Regions from separate parts of the Rattus norvegicus genome. Here regions 2, 3 and 4 are each linked to region 1. The links are chromatin contacts, called in public Hi-C maps. All regions are on one chromosome and are shown on one strand. Each heading gives the region's core, a stretch centred on a gene start, on an enhancer-like site or on the middle of the called end of the contact. The rest is flanking DNA. Distances are from core to core; before and after follow the strand shown.

Region 1 (3,137 bases), core at 542-3,041:
TGTTGGTGGAATTATTCATCTCAAATTTCTGTCTGTCCTTTTCCAAATCGGCGTCCAAATCAATGATTAAATTTCCAACCCCGATTTCCCAATCATCGCCACTGTCATAAGTATCAACTGTATTTGGATCCACACCTTTTCCTGCAGTCGAAACGTTCACGGACATCCTGAAGATGAGCTCTCGAGATTAAAAATCCAATGAACTTTCCTTGAGAGATGAGGGGACATTCGTTTAGCTCCTCTGGGCTTTCTTTTAAAGAAAAAAAAATTCTTCCAATTTTCCTCTTCTTTTTCCTGCCCCAAAAATGTGTCCGGGATCTCACTCCCTCCACTCTAGGTCCACCTTCTCCTGTAGAGGGGGGAAAAAGTCGAATATTTCTTGTCTGGGTATTACCGGAATAGAAAACCATTAATACTGGGGAGTGAGTAAGGGACACAAGGAAGGACAGAGAGGAGGGGGCTCATTATCGTTTTCAGAGTCCAATACCAGGTTTAAAGGAAAACTGGCAGACTTGAAAACCACCCCCCTGACAATAAACATCTTACAGTAGCTAAAACGAAAATCCCTCTAAACAGCAGGGGGATAGCCAGTTCTTTAAAAGCATTAAAATATCTCCAAGGATCTGATTCAAGCCCAGAAAGGTTTTTGTGGCTTTTTTTTTTAAGTTGAACATTTTTATTTTTTTGCCTGGCACACGTGCTATTTCAACCCCAGGAAAAGATCCTGGACATTCATACAAGAAAAACACCCTGTTCAACATCCCCTAAACATGTCCTGGGTCTTGCAATGTAAAAACAAAACAAAACATACAAAAAAACAAAAACAAAAAGAGGCCCTCAAAGTTCTCTAGGACTAGTATTCAAAATGTCACTAAGTTTTCCTTATTTCTAATTCTAATACTTCTTACAAATTGTCTAGACAACCTAGGTTTTGTTCTCCACAAGAAACAGAAAAACAACAGTAGTTCCCCTCACACACACATACCCACCACCCTCCTTCCTGAGCAGCTACACAATTCTTCATGAAATATGCACAGACCTCTTTAAGAGTATTTTTCTCAGTAAAAAGACAGTGTGAGAGGAAAGGTTAAATATCTGTCTTCTGGAGAAAAAAAGAAAAATCCATCTAAATAATTTTGCCATACCCCTGGGTCACAGAACTGCTCAGTCAGTTAAATATGGTGCTACTGTCTGTAGGGAAACTGATTAAGACGTACACTTTAAGTGATCTGCGCCAAGGTGGCCTCAGTGACCACAAATGAGTGTGTGTTTGACAAAGAGCAGTTAAAACAGTTTTTTAAAGGGATCAGTCCCCTTTTAACAGTTGATTGTCAAGAAAATAAATAAATATACAGAGAAAGACATACAGAGGCACGCAGAGAGAGAGAGAGAGAGAGAGAGAGAGAGAGAGAGAGAGAGAGAATGCTTACCTTTAAATCCTTTATCATTTTTTTAATTAGGCCCGCAAATAAAAAAAAAAAACATTTCTCAGTCCACTAGGCACACAACCGTGTGCTTCATTTTACTTAAACACCAAATGATCAAAAAGGAAGAAAGCAAGTAACACATCCCAGCCAAAATAATCACTCAGTAACATTATTCCACTTCCCCATCCCCCTTTTGGCAAAAAGCTCTGGAGTCCTTTTCTCCTTAAAAAAAAAAAAAAAAAAAAAATGTGTCACTGTGCAGCTGAGAGATGCTTCACATTCGCAACCCAAGCACCGAAGGGTGTTTTTCCTCTTAACAAGCATTCAGAATAATAGGGTGTTGAGAGAGAGGGAGAGGAGAGGGGGAGGGGAGGGGAGGGAAAGGAAGGAGGGAGAGAGAGAGAGAGAGAGAGAGAGAGAGAGAGAGAGAGAGAGAGAGAGAGAGAGAGAGAGAATTAGAGAAAAAACTTTTCCGAACTTCTCATTCCGCTTTCGGTTGCAGACTTCAGAGTCACCGTGATCAGTAAGTAATGATCTCATGTAGCAAACCTACAGGCGTCCTCTAGTAACGAGACAGAATGTGCTAACATCGGGATAAATTAGTGAAAGGGAAGAAAGAATAAGAAGAAAGGACTGAAAATCTGGGCTGGATTCCGCCTGTTAGTCGGGAAGTGGCATTTTTCCGCTCGTCCTGACATTTGATTTCTCCAACTAACTTAAGGAGGGGGTGAAAGGATGGGGAGGAGGAGGAGGAGGAAGAAAGGGTGGGATGAGGCGCTGGGCTGGAGGAGAAAAAGAAAGGTGTGGAGGAGGAGGGAGCAGACTGTGCAGGGAGCTGATAAACCAGTTAGAGCAGCTTTCGCCCGGGGCGGGGGGCGGTGGAGCGGGGAAAATAACGGCGTCTAAAAGGGGCTGCCTTGGAAACCTGAAGGATGTGATGTTTTCCTGTTTTATGTTGTTTTTGAGAAAAAAAGAACCGAGTTCTTAGAATAGTCCCCGAGGAGGGGTTAAAATCCTCCGCCGCGCAAGCCGATCTGTCATGTGGTAATTCGATAATTAGAGTCAAAAAGGTTTTTTTTTTTTTTAAGGCGACCTTTCTCCAGGACAATTTCTCTTTCTCTACACGCAGCAAACAGTGCGTCTCTATTTTTTTTTTCCTCCTCTCTCCACCTCTCGCCCACCCCCTCCTGTGTTTAGTCAGATGGCCTCGGAGCTTGGCTTAGTATTTTTAATTAGCTGGCGTTTGGAAGCTAAAAGCAGTAATGAATTGTTGATGGATTGGAAGTGGAGAGTCGCTTTGCTGGAAATGTCGGGGCTGGGAGAGGGGGATGGGCGCGTTAGCAACACCAACCATCTAAAAGGAGCGGTTTTGTTACAGTGCAAGCCTTTCACATCACGTGAGGATCAAGGGCTCAATTGGTTGTCGTGAGAACAAAAATGGTGACAAGCGTATCAAGAAAATACTGATCTGGTCTTTTAAAAAAAAAAAAGCTGAAGGTTTCTCCCTTCCCCCTGCAACCCCCTCTCCCCCCGCACGCCCTACAGTGGGCGAAGCTACAAGTTATGAATGTGAAACATTTCTCAGCCATCTCGGAAGTTCGGAAGGAGGGAAATGTAATGGCCACAAGAGCAAAGCAGATGTTTTAAAGAAACAGCTTATAAACCTTTCCTCAACTGATCTCCAATTTGTCGGCTTTCCCAAGGGGCCAA
Region 2 (3,221 bases), core at 38-2,537, 330 kb before region 1:
CTTAGCATACCCCTTACCCATACTGCCAAGCTTGTTCCCACTTCTTTCCTGTTTCCACATCCTACGTATTATGTACCTTGAAGCTTAGGGTTTGAAATGAATGACTCTTAAGAACAATCTCTAATAAAGCAACTGATCTCAGGGAAAGTCTTAATAGCACAGGCAGCTTAACCCTGGCATTCCTAACTTCCATTTTTCCTCTAGATTCACATTTAGGAGACAGCAATGCTTTGTGCTGAACTCTGAGGCTGCCGAAGTCATTCTCAAATACTAAAAAGGCTTCTAGGGAAGTTTCGCCACCATGGCGCCTACTGTTTGTCCATACAATCATGCTACCAGCAAACCAATAGCCCCTCTATATATTCTATAGACACTTGCAAATATTCGTTTGTCTGCTTGTTTTAATGTGGATGTGTGTGTGTGTGTGTGTGTGTGTGTGTGAGTGTGTGTGTGTACTTATCTGTATGTGTACCATGTAGTTCAGTGTTTAAATAAACCAGAAGAGGGAATATAGCCCCCCCGCCCCCGTAGATGTACTTAGAGCCACTTGGCTTGGGTGTTGGTAACTGAACCTCAGTCTTCTGAAAAGGAAGCAAGTGCTCGTAACCGACCAGCCATTTCTCCAGCTTCAAAACTTGCATTTATTTTGCCACTGTGGGAAGCATTATCAGTTCTGATTCAAGGCAGATTCCTGACAAAAGGGTTTATGACAAGCAGATTGTAAAACTGGTTGATCCAAGCACTGTGTTTCTGGGATATTTCCTAAGCCAAAACCTCCAGGGCAGCAGGGCCCGCTAATTGCTCTTTTGCGGCAGTGACCTTTTCAACCAGACAATGCCTGGACCAGTTCCATGTTGACAGCTCTCCTCTGCCATCACAGTACTGGCAGGGAGAGCAGTACTGGGTGGTACTGAATACAGTTGTGTCTCGTGTTTGTGCCCACCTCACCCCACTGCCCAAAGCCACAACTGAGAGACAGGGGCACCTGTTCTATTCACTTTGTTCTTTTGGATTCCAACAGGAATCTAAGCCAGAGAGATTGGGAGCACGTTAGGACATATTGGCAAGACCTTTAGTGGGAATATTTATTTTCAAGTGGAAATAGTAGGGGAAAGATACAGACACATCTAATTCAACACTAAATCCTCAAGGCTCATGGTTTGAGTTGAAGGTCTGCATGTGTGGTTGCTGCCTGGTTGACCTTGGGTCACTACTGATCTGTGCTCACAAGCTCACTGACTTTTACATATGCAAATCCACTTTGATTATTCTGATCCAGGCAACAATACCTGTGGCTGTCACCCAAAGTTACCATGGAGATTAGCAGATGTTGGCACTTTACAGAGGACTTTCCTGAACCAGGAGTTTGTCACAGATAAGAAAAAAAAATCTGAATAGAACACTAGTTGAAATGACCTCATAAGTCTCTAATGCCATACACATGTTGGAAAAAAATGGTGGCAGGGCAAAAGCAGTCACCAGCTGTGCACGGCAAGAGAGGTGGGGGCAAAGCCACTGACACCACCTCAGGACTCTCTGTCTTCAATGAGACGTTCTGGTTTGTCTATTGAGTCACCACCTAGAGCTTAATGGGAAAATATCCATTGTCCAAAAGGGTGGTAGAAAAGAGGAAATGACATATATTCCCATGTACCCCCACCACCCTGGAAACTACTCAGCATATTTTGATGGAACCAGAAAATGTGCCAAAGGGAAAGATGGGATTTAAGAGAATTTTTAGAGAAGAACTAAACAGTACCTAAAGTCCTGAGCCAAGTTCCCCAGCGGGGCAGCCATGGGGGTAGGTCACTTCTCCATGGTTATGGTCATCTGGTTTTTTTGTTTTGTTTTGTTTTTTGTTTTTACCAACAATTTTGTATCAAAACTGTAAGCTTCAAATAACTCATTACTGCCTTCATAACCCGCACAGCTTACCTAATCCTCTTTTACTGAAGTTATGCAAAATACACTTACTCCATAAATGTGTTGAGCATTGTAGAGGTCACAAGCAGGCCTTTGCTCTCTATTTAAAGAACTGCCAAAATAAATACAAGAAAATTTAAAGGGAATTCAGCTGTGAATTGGAGTAACTGTATTTTGAGAAACAGTAAGTATGAAAGTTACCTAAGACTGTGATTCTGTCTACAGAAGTGGCTTGAAGGCTATACTCATGCTTGTGTGTTTGGGAACAGAAATGAGAACAGGATTTTCATGTGTTTAAGCCACAGAAGTCTGGGTCCGGATCAGAGGATTTCCAGAAACCTTCCTTTGAATGTTCTAGCTTTCTTTATCCTCCATGGGGACAATGTGTGTGTTTCAACGCTATTCATGGCAGTACAAACTCAGTGCTGGTGTGAATACTTAAGCAAAATCTCCCCAGAGAATTAAAGAGCATTATTTCTAATCCCTATTGGGCACCTCATGCCGACATCAACTAGCCAGAACTTGATGATGGAATGAAGTTCTTAATAGACTTTTCGTCAACAAAAGAAGTTATTTTCTCTGTGGAATTCTGTGAATGAGTCAGTCAGAGTTACCCTCTGAGTTCTGGTATGGCTACCACAATGACTAACAATGAGGTGATGTACTTTTAAGAGAAATAGTAGAATTTTCATAATTTCTCAGCCAAGTCTCTGAAATGTATTATTGGATTGCTCAGTTAAACATTCAGTTGTCTTCACTTAAAAGGGGTGAAGGCACTGGATTTACTGCTGTCAGAAGGAGATTTTCCTCAGTAAAATGTCAGGATTTAATTCCATGTAGGCCAACGGGCTGTCATTTTTATGACTTGGGGCTAAAAATGTTTTTTAGCAGCAGAATGTCCAAGGGAGCTGGCGGTGCCTACGTCACCTGTGTCTCTGCGTGTCTCCAACTGCACGAGAGACCAAAGTTGCTAATTTGCTGCTGACCACATAGAATAAGTTCCGCACTACACGTTAGTGACAAAATAGTGCATTTTCCAACTTAGAGAGTATAGACGTGAACATCTTATTTAGCGTTAGAAGAAAGACTTGAGTCCAGGTTGAGATGACTTATCTTAACAGGGTATGGCACCCATTGGTACAATTAAAATGATACCAAAAATCAATCTACTGAACAGTTAATATGAAGATCTTCCAATTCCAGCATCAGTCTCAATTATTGGTGTGGGTGATGTGAGTCATGGTGAGCTTCAACTATTTTATAAGATCCAGACGCTTTTCAAATTAATAAATGCCCAC
Region 3 (3,145 bases), core at 1-2,500, 310 kb after region 1:
CCCAATATATATATATATATATATATATGTATATATATATAACAGCTTCATTAAAAATTTAAAGACTTAATAAAAATAAAACAGCTTATCTGATTGTGTATGACCCTGTGTGTGACCCTGCAATATCTTGTTTTATAATTTTACAATGATTTACTTGTAGAGCAGGAGTACAACTATTTTTGGAATATTTCTACTAAGAAAAGTACAGCAACTTTTAGGATTCCTGGCATCTACTCTTAATGGACAGTTCAATGGGGAAGCATTTTACAGGGCTGATCTTAGTTAAAATTTTCTGTCTAGTTATAGGAATACTAATAATTAGCTAAATAAGCCTCAGATATTCTCTCTAGGCAGTGCCTGCAAACATATCTTTTACTCAAACTTGCATTCATTTCCTAGTTTACCAAGAAGCTTCTAAGAGAGCATACAAGTTTAAATAAACCCTCCCTGGTTAATCCGTGGTTTGGCTTTTGGACACCCTCAAATCATTTACATCAAACAAATTCAGATGCTAGCATTGCAACAAAGCCACCCTGGCAATTTTACGAAAATGGTGTTGGTTAGAACACAACTACTCTATTCTATGGACCGCCAAGAGAGCGAGTCCTCAAAATATTCCTTCGTCAGTGCTGGTACCCAGGAAGAGAACACAGAAGTCACTGTCACATCTGCTATTAACTATGTGATCCTTTTTACATGTTGCTCCATGTATTTTAAATAGAAGGAAAACTGGGCCACGTTTCAAAATTTGGGTATGGTACATGAAAAGGCTGCGTTCACATTTAATTAAATAACAGTCTATATGCCATACGCATAATCAGACGTTACCTCCATCCCAGGTGGAGGGGAAAAGTAGGAGTGTGGAATAAAGATTCCCTGTCTCCTCCTGACAGTACACACTGACAAGATTTTCTAAGGAACGCCATCCCAGTGACAACCAAACTCCTTTGCCAACTGCTGTGACAGAGCCCTGAAATAATCACTCTGTGGCTCATTACCTCCCAGCACTGTAAAGATGGGCCCCGTGAAGAGAGGTGGCATCCTTACTCCCAGAAGGTACGACTTCAGCTATTTTTAGTCCTGGTGGTTGGACTTCCTAAGCTGCTCTGAGCCCCACCTTTGTAAAACCCTCCAGCTTAGAAAACAGAGAGGAGCTTCTCATTCGCCTCAACATGTAAACTTAGGTTACAGAAATGTCAATGGAATGACTAATGCGACTTTAACTGAAAACAGTGAACACCACAGTGGGCTCTCTGATCCTGAAACACAGAATGCACTTTGTTCAATCCTGAAGTGTGTGCGCCTTGGGCAGGGGTGGGGGAGGGAAGAGGCCCTTTTCCGTATGAAACCAACACGTGTTTTTCTTCCCTCTGCTGCTCTGCAGTATTTTGCTGTATTTTCTGAGTTCACATCTCTAATCAGTTTGGTGGGAGTGCGGATTTAAAGACATTTATTTTGGAAAACACGCTCCGCTAAAATGTTGTAGTAATGTAAGCCGTTTAATTCTAAAATTGGCAGCTGAAGTTAACACTGAGTTCGCTTAAGCAGCTACTGAAATGCTTCAGTGAAAAGCATTTGGGAGCACAAATGCTTGTTGTTGTTCCTATGCACTTTCTAAACAGGCCAGAGCAGCGCAGAGCCCACCTCCAATGTCAGGCAGGTGGGGCTGGAGATAAACTCTCCTGGCTTTGCCTGTCTGTGCTGTTTGCCTTGTATATAGACAGTTCCTCAGTTGGGAAGGATGACATGGTTGTTGGCCTGTGAACTTTAACTGGGGAGACGTGAACAGACCTTCTACTCGATGCAGACGGGGTACCAATGGCAGAAATGATCAGTTCTAGCTGTGTGCATTAGTCAGTGTGGTTGGAGGGAGTTACATGAACAACTTGGGGGTGCTTACATCATGGAAGAACGGCCTCTCTTCCAGCTTACAACCCGTATATATTTGAAGGGAGGAGCAGGCCTGTGTACCCCACTGCCATGATGGAAAATTAATAGGCCCACTCTTATGCCGGTCTCCTGTGGTAATCTCAGCAGCTGAGAATTCAAAGGAACAATGACCATGTCACCCCAGGAACCTGAGGTCAGCACCCCCACAATTGTAATCCTAGCACTCAGGCTGAGAGAGGAAGGTCCTAAAATTGAGGTCAGCTAGGCTACATAAAACAAAACAGAACAAAACAAAAATCATAGTTTTTCTCTTTTAAAATTTTACCTTTATTTATGCAGATGTAAATGCCATATGTTTAGGTACACACAAAGGAGCCAGAAGACATTGTCATATACCTTAAGGACTGGGGTTAGAGACATTGGGAACCAACCAAAGTGGGTGTAGGAACCAACCATGGGTCCTCCAGGAAAGCAGCAAGAGGTCTTCATCTCTAAACAGCCAGATAGACCATAAAAAAGCTATAACAAATAAACAAATATATATATATATATTAAAAAAATAATAGGAAATATAAGAAATATAGCGATGAGTATTCTTGGCTTTAGAAAAAGTCTTGGTCATCAATCTCATAACCACAATGATGAGATTCTTTCCTGTGTTGAGGTAAATTCTGTGAAGTTTTTATCTCTCTTGTGTGCTGTTTTATATGCATCATAGAGAATGGCGTTTGTAGCATATTAAATACCAGATGCATCTCTGTTAAGCAGCCCATGATGCAACCTCTTTTCTATCAGCTTCAGGGTAGAAGAGTGTTGTCGTCTTAAAACTCTGACAGAAGTTCTTCCCCCATGTCTTTTTTCTTACAGACCTCAGTGACACAATGGTGAGGTTACCAAATGTACAGATTATGATTATGTTGACACACCCTAGGTAGTAGGAAGCAGAATGGTTTTCTGTCTTACAAGAATGAACCCACTTCCTGTAGGCAAACTAGGGAGTTCTAAGACGGAGTCAGGTGGTTATTTTTCTCAGGGATCTTTAGAGAAACAGAATCAGCCAGATATACTCATGACACTTATAATTTCGAATGCAGATGTTGGAACTTTATATATACAAAATACTTGGGGGAAGGAATCAGCTCATGTGGCTGTGGGGGCTGAGAGTTTTCACCATGGGCTCTCTGCCAACTGGAGAGCCAGGAAAGCTGGTGGTGCAGTTGGAAGGTCTGAGATCCAGGAAATCCATGGTGTAGCA
Region 4 (2,898 bases), core at 347-2,846, 500 kb after region 1:
AGTCTGTGTTTGTAAGAATAGACTTTCACAATTCCTTGAGGACTTTTATTTACCTCTTACAACTGACTGAAAAAAATTCCCCTTTCTAGTGTTCCTTATAAAGCAGGTTACTGCAGATTATCTGTTTAGAACTACTGGGATATATCTTTATATATTTATGAGAATATGTATATTTTAGCTGTGATTTGTATGTAGTATGCATATCCTGGTATAGCAAACATGAACTCTAAATTGGACAGGGTCACAATAGTTTTCAATTTCACTATTTTAAATAAGGCAATAAATAATCGATAAACCAAGTGGCACTTAAGTCTCTGTATTAAACTATCTTAGTGATTTTATAAATTAGAAAAAGAACGATGATAGTACAAGACCTTGATTTATATTTGATCCTTACTTGTGATATTAATATCCATCATATCTTCATGTCATAAGTACTTCACGACACATTTACCTGTCTTTCCTTTTCTTATAGAAAATGTTGGTGAATGCTTGACAGTCTCATTGTATTATCAAATTTTCAAACTGATGAGCTTTCTATCATGGGTAGCCCATGAGAGGCTTTTGGTAAATGTCCTTTGAATATAGGCATGAAGAAATAATCAAGTTCTGAAGACATAATGAATGATAAGCAAGTTCTGAGGAAATTCACCAAATTTAATAAGTTTTAGTAACTCAGAGAACATTGGAATGGACAGTGCATGCCATTCTACCCTCACAAGATAAGAGACATCACTCTCCACAAGAGTTCACAGTATAAGTGACATCTTTTAACTGGAGAAAGGTATTCAATCAGGAGCTCCAATTCCCACAGAACTGAGTGGACGTTCGTTACATGGACCGGCATCAAGGAAGGCTCTTTGGCCCTGTATGCAAATGAACACACATGTTACATCTTCTCAGAACAGCTAGGTTTTGTTTTTCTCCTTTCATTCACAGTGGAACTGTAGATATCTTGTTTTTCCTATAAAGCCCAAATTACTTGCCTCAGATAAATGCAGATATTTGACTTATGGATACTAGCCTGTGGTTTATTTCATTTTCGCCTTATTAGCCAACTCGCCGAGAATTTTGTTTTGTTTGGTTTTCAAAGAAGCTGGTGCTGGCCTTTCTTGTGTGCAGTGCCAAGTTCTAGCAGGAAACAGTCATCCCCACCATGTCCATTACTCTATTACATTTGCTAAGCAGATAAACAGGGCCTCACAGAGCAAAGCATTAACATGAGCAATTCAAAGATTAACCCTTTGATAATCATCGGCGGCAGATTTTGGAGCCTCTGTAATATTTCAAAGAATTGGCTCCCCCTCCAGTTGTAGGAGTTACTGGAACTTGAGTTAATTGTTGTTGCATCTCCAACACACAGAGCAGGGCTGGTGAAGGAAACAGTGCCTGTATTTCCTTTGTTATTTATAGTCAGCGTTCTTCCACACTAAACCCTTGAGCTGGCTTTTTAGAGCTCACTGTATAACGAATTCATTCACTTTCATGTCAACAAGCTTTGGCTTGATAAATTAAAACAGAAAAATGCTGGCTAGAGCACTATAGCCCTACATGATTCACTTGGCTTCAAGTTCCTGGCAGCCTTCCAAGAATGACCTGCTGTCTTCCCAGGGTCCTTATCACTTTCCCATCTGGAAAGGGCCGAACCTTACTGTACACTGGGGAGTTAAAGGCCTACACAGGCTGCATTCAAACGCCATTAACAATCATAACTCTAAAAATCATCACTCTTTTCCGGGCAAGGTTAACAGTAGTCTGAGGATAGGATGGCTATCTTTTTACTTCCTATAAATAAATTGGAAGCAAATCGCATAGGACTTCCTGCTTCTCCGAAAGGCTGTTTTAAGGCATTTTCGTCTCTTTAAGATTAACCAGAGGTTCTTTGGGGAGCCTGTTAGAGTTTGAAGAACTTCATGCATGGCTGTTGATTTACTTTACTAAAGGAATGACTCATTCACTATGCTTCCTGTATACGGTTGGATTTCTTTGAAGAGGTCACAGGTAGAATGATTATCATTTTAGCAATTAACTATGATGATGCCAAAGTCTCTAAGGAAAATAAAACATAGTTTGGGAAAAAGTGGCTAAAATCGGCATAAACTATTTCATATGCTTTTAAAGTTTCTGACAATGTTCTTAATTAAAACTGCATGAAAATCGATTATTGATTAAGTTTGAAACCTTTCTAACAGAGCACTTACGATGCAAGAAATTATTAAGGTGGAGATTTTTTTTCTGAGTCTTTTATAATGTAGGTTAGCCTCAAACTCCTATGTAACAAAGGCTGGCCTTGAACTTATGGTCCCTTAAGTGGAAAAAAGAATATTTCTGGCATTGCACAAAGAGATGCACAAACAAAGCAAGAGTAACTCTGTAAGGTAATTTTTATATTTGCTAGAGGGTCCTCATGACCCAAACTGGATGGGAAGTTTATTGAACTTTTATCCTATTGCAGGGCGATGACCTCACCTTAGCACACTGGTGGTAGCTTGCTCTCCCAATCTGAAGTGATTGGCAAGGAGGAAGGGGTGTGTGTGGAGTGGAGTCTCAGGAATGTCTGGCATCCAGGACTTGAGCAAACAGGCCAGCATTTCCCAAGCTGGAGGAGCTATACAGACAGTAAGTAGTTTTTGGCTAATTAATTATCTTCCATAGAAAACAATGTTTCTCACAATTCGTCCTCTTTGTTAATATATTTTCAGAATGCCCCCCCTACACACACACACACACACACACACACACACACACACACACACACAAATTCAGCCAGCATGCACTGCGTTTCTGAAATGTCTACTAATAGTAAAGTATGGCTATGATAAGTGACTGGTGACTGATGAGAGAGGTTTCCAGAGCTTCTGGACAAGGCCCCCTGTATGCCCCAACACAAGAATCACC

Evidence for each region. Hi-C and Micro-C count contacts between places; a contact is called where the count stands out from the background.
Region 2: a contact with region 1 is called in a Hi-C map of the Rat2 cell line, with 6 times the contacts expected there. The contact joins the enhancer-like site here to the promoter of Zfp608 in region 1. A contact is called at or near these places in 5 of 12 Hi-C or Micro-C datasets (the A7r5 cell line, the Rat2 cell line, Schwann cells and 2 more) and 1 of 1 datasets of contacts at active chromatin or transcription factors (oligodendrocytes).
Region 3: a Hi-C map of Schwann cells shows a contact between it and region 1, with 5 times the contacts expected there. The contact joins the enhancer-like site here to the promoter of Zfp608 in region 1. A contact is called at or near these places in 3 of 12 Hi-C or Micro-C datasets (the Rat2 cell line, Schwann cells and liver) and 1 of 1 datasets of contacts at active chromatin or transcription factors (oligodendrocytes).
Region 4: a contact with region 1 is called in a Hi-C map of the A7r5 cell line, with 11 times the contacts expected there. The contact joins the enhancer-like site here to the promoter of Zfp608 in region 1. A contact is called at or near these places in 2 of 12 Hi-C or Micro-C datasets (the A7r5 cell line and Schwann cells) and 1 of 1 datasets of contacts at active chromatin or transcription factors (oligodendrocytes).

The regions. Positions count from the first base shown.
Region 1 is chr18:50,606,831-50,609,967 of GRCr8, forward strand. Zfp608 (zinc finger protein 608) reads right to left here and starts at 1,792. Exons shown (of 10, transcript NM_001107378.2): 1 at 1,431-1,792; 2 at 1-349. The coding sequence starts at 166. It overlaps LOC108348794 (a long non-coding RNA gene), which reads left to right and starts at 1,858. Exons shown (of 5, transcript XR_005496361.2): 1 at 1,858-1,950.
Region 2 is chr18:50,274,869-50,278,089 of GRCr8, forward strand. No RefSeq gene overlaps it. Among named protein-coding and RNA genes, the nearest start is that of Rpl15l3, 190 kb to the right of the region's middle. Within about 2 kb of position 1,288, at least 44 of the 93 cell types and tissues checked have an H3K27ac peak or open chromatin away from gene starts, as enhancers often do. A contact at or near this core is called in the A7r5 cell line, where this site is marked.
Region 3 is chr18:50,916,266-50,919,410 of GRCr8, forward strand. No RefSeq gene overlaps it. Among named protein-coding and RNA genes, the nearest start is that of Zfp608, 310 kb to the left of the region's middle. Within about 2 kb of position 1,251, at least 39 of the 93 cell types and tissues checked have an H3K27ac peak or open chromatin away from gene starts, as enhancers often do. A contact at or near this core is called in Schwann cells and liver, where this site is marked.
Region 4 is chr18:51,106,000-51,108,897 of GRCr8, forward strand. It overlaps LOC102546616 (a long non-coding RNA gene), which reads right to left. Exons shown (of 4, transcript XR_005496291.1): 3 at 2,470-2,608; 4 at 649-866. Among named protein-coding and RNA genes, the nearest start is that of Zfp608, 500 kb to the left of the region's middle. Within about 2 kb of position 1,597, at least 9 of the 93 cell types and tissues checked have an H3K27ac peak or open chromatin away from gene starts, as enhancers often do. A contact at or near this core is called in the A7r5 cell line, where this site is marked.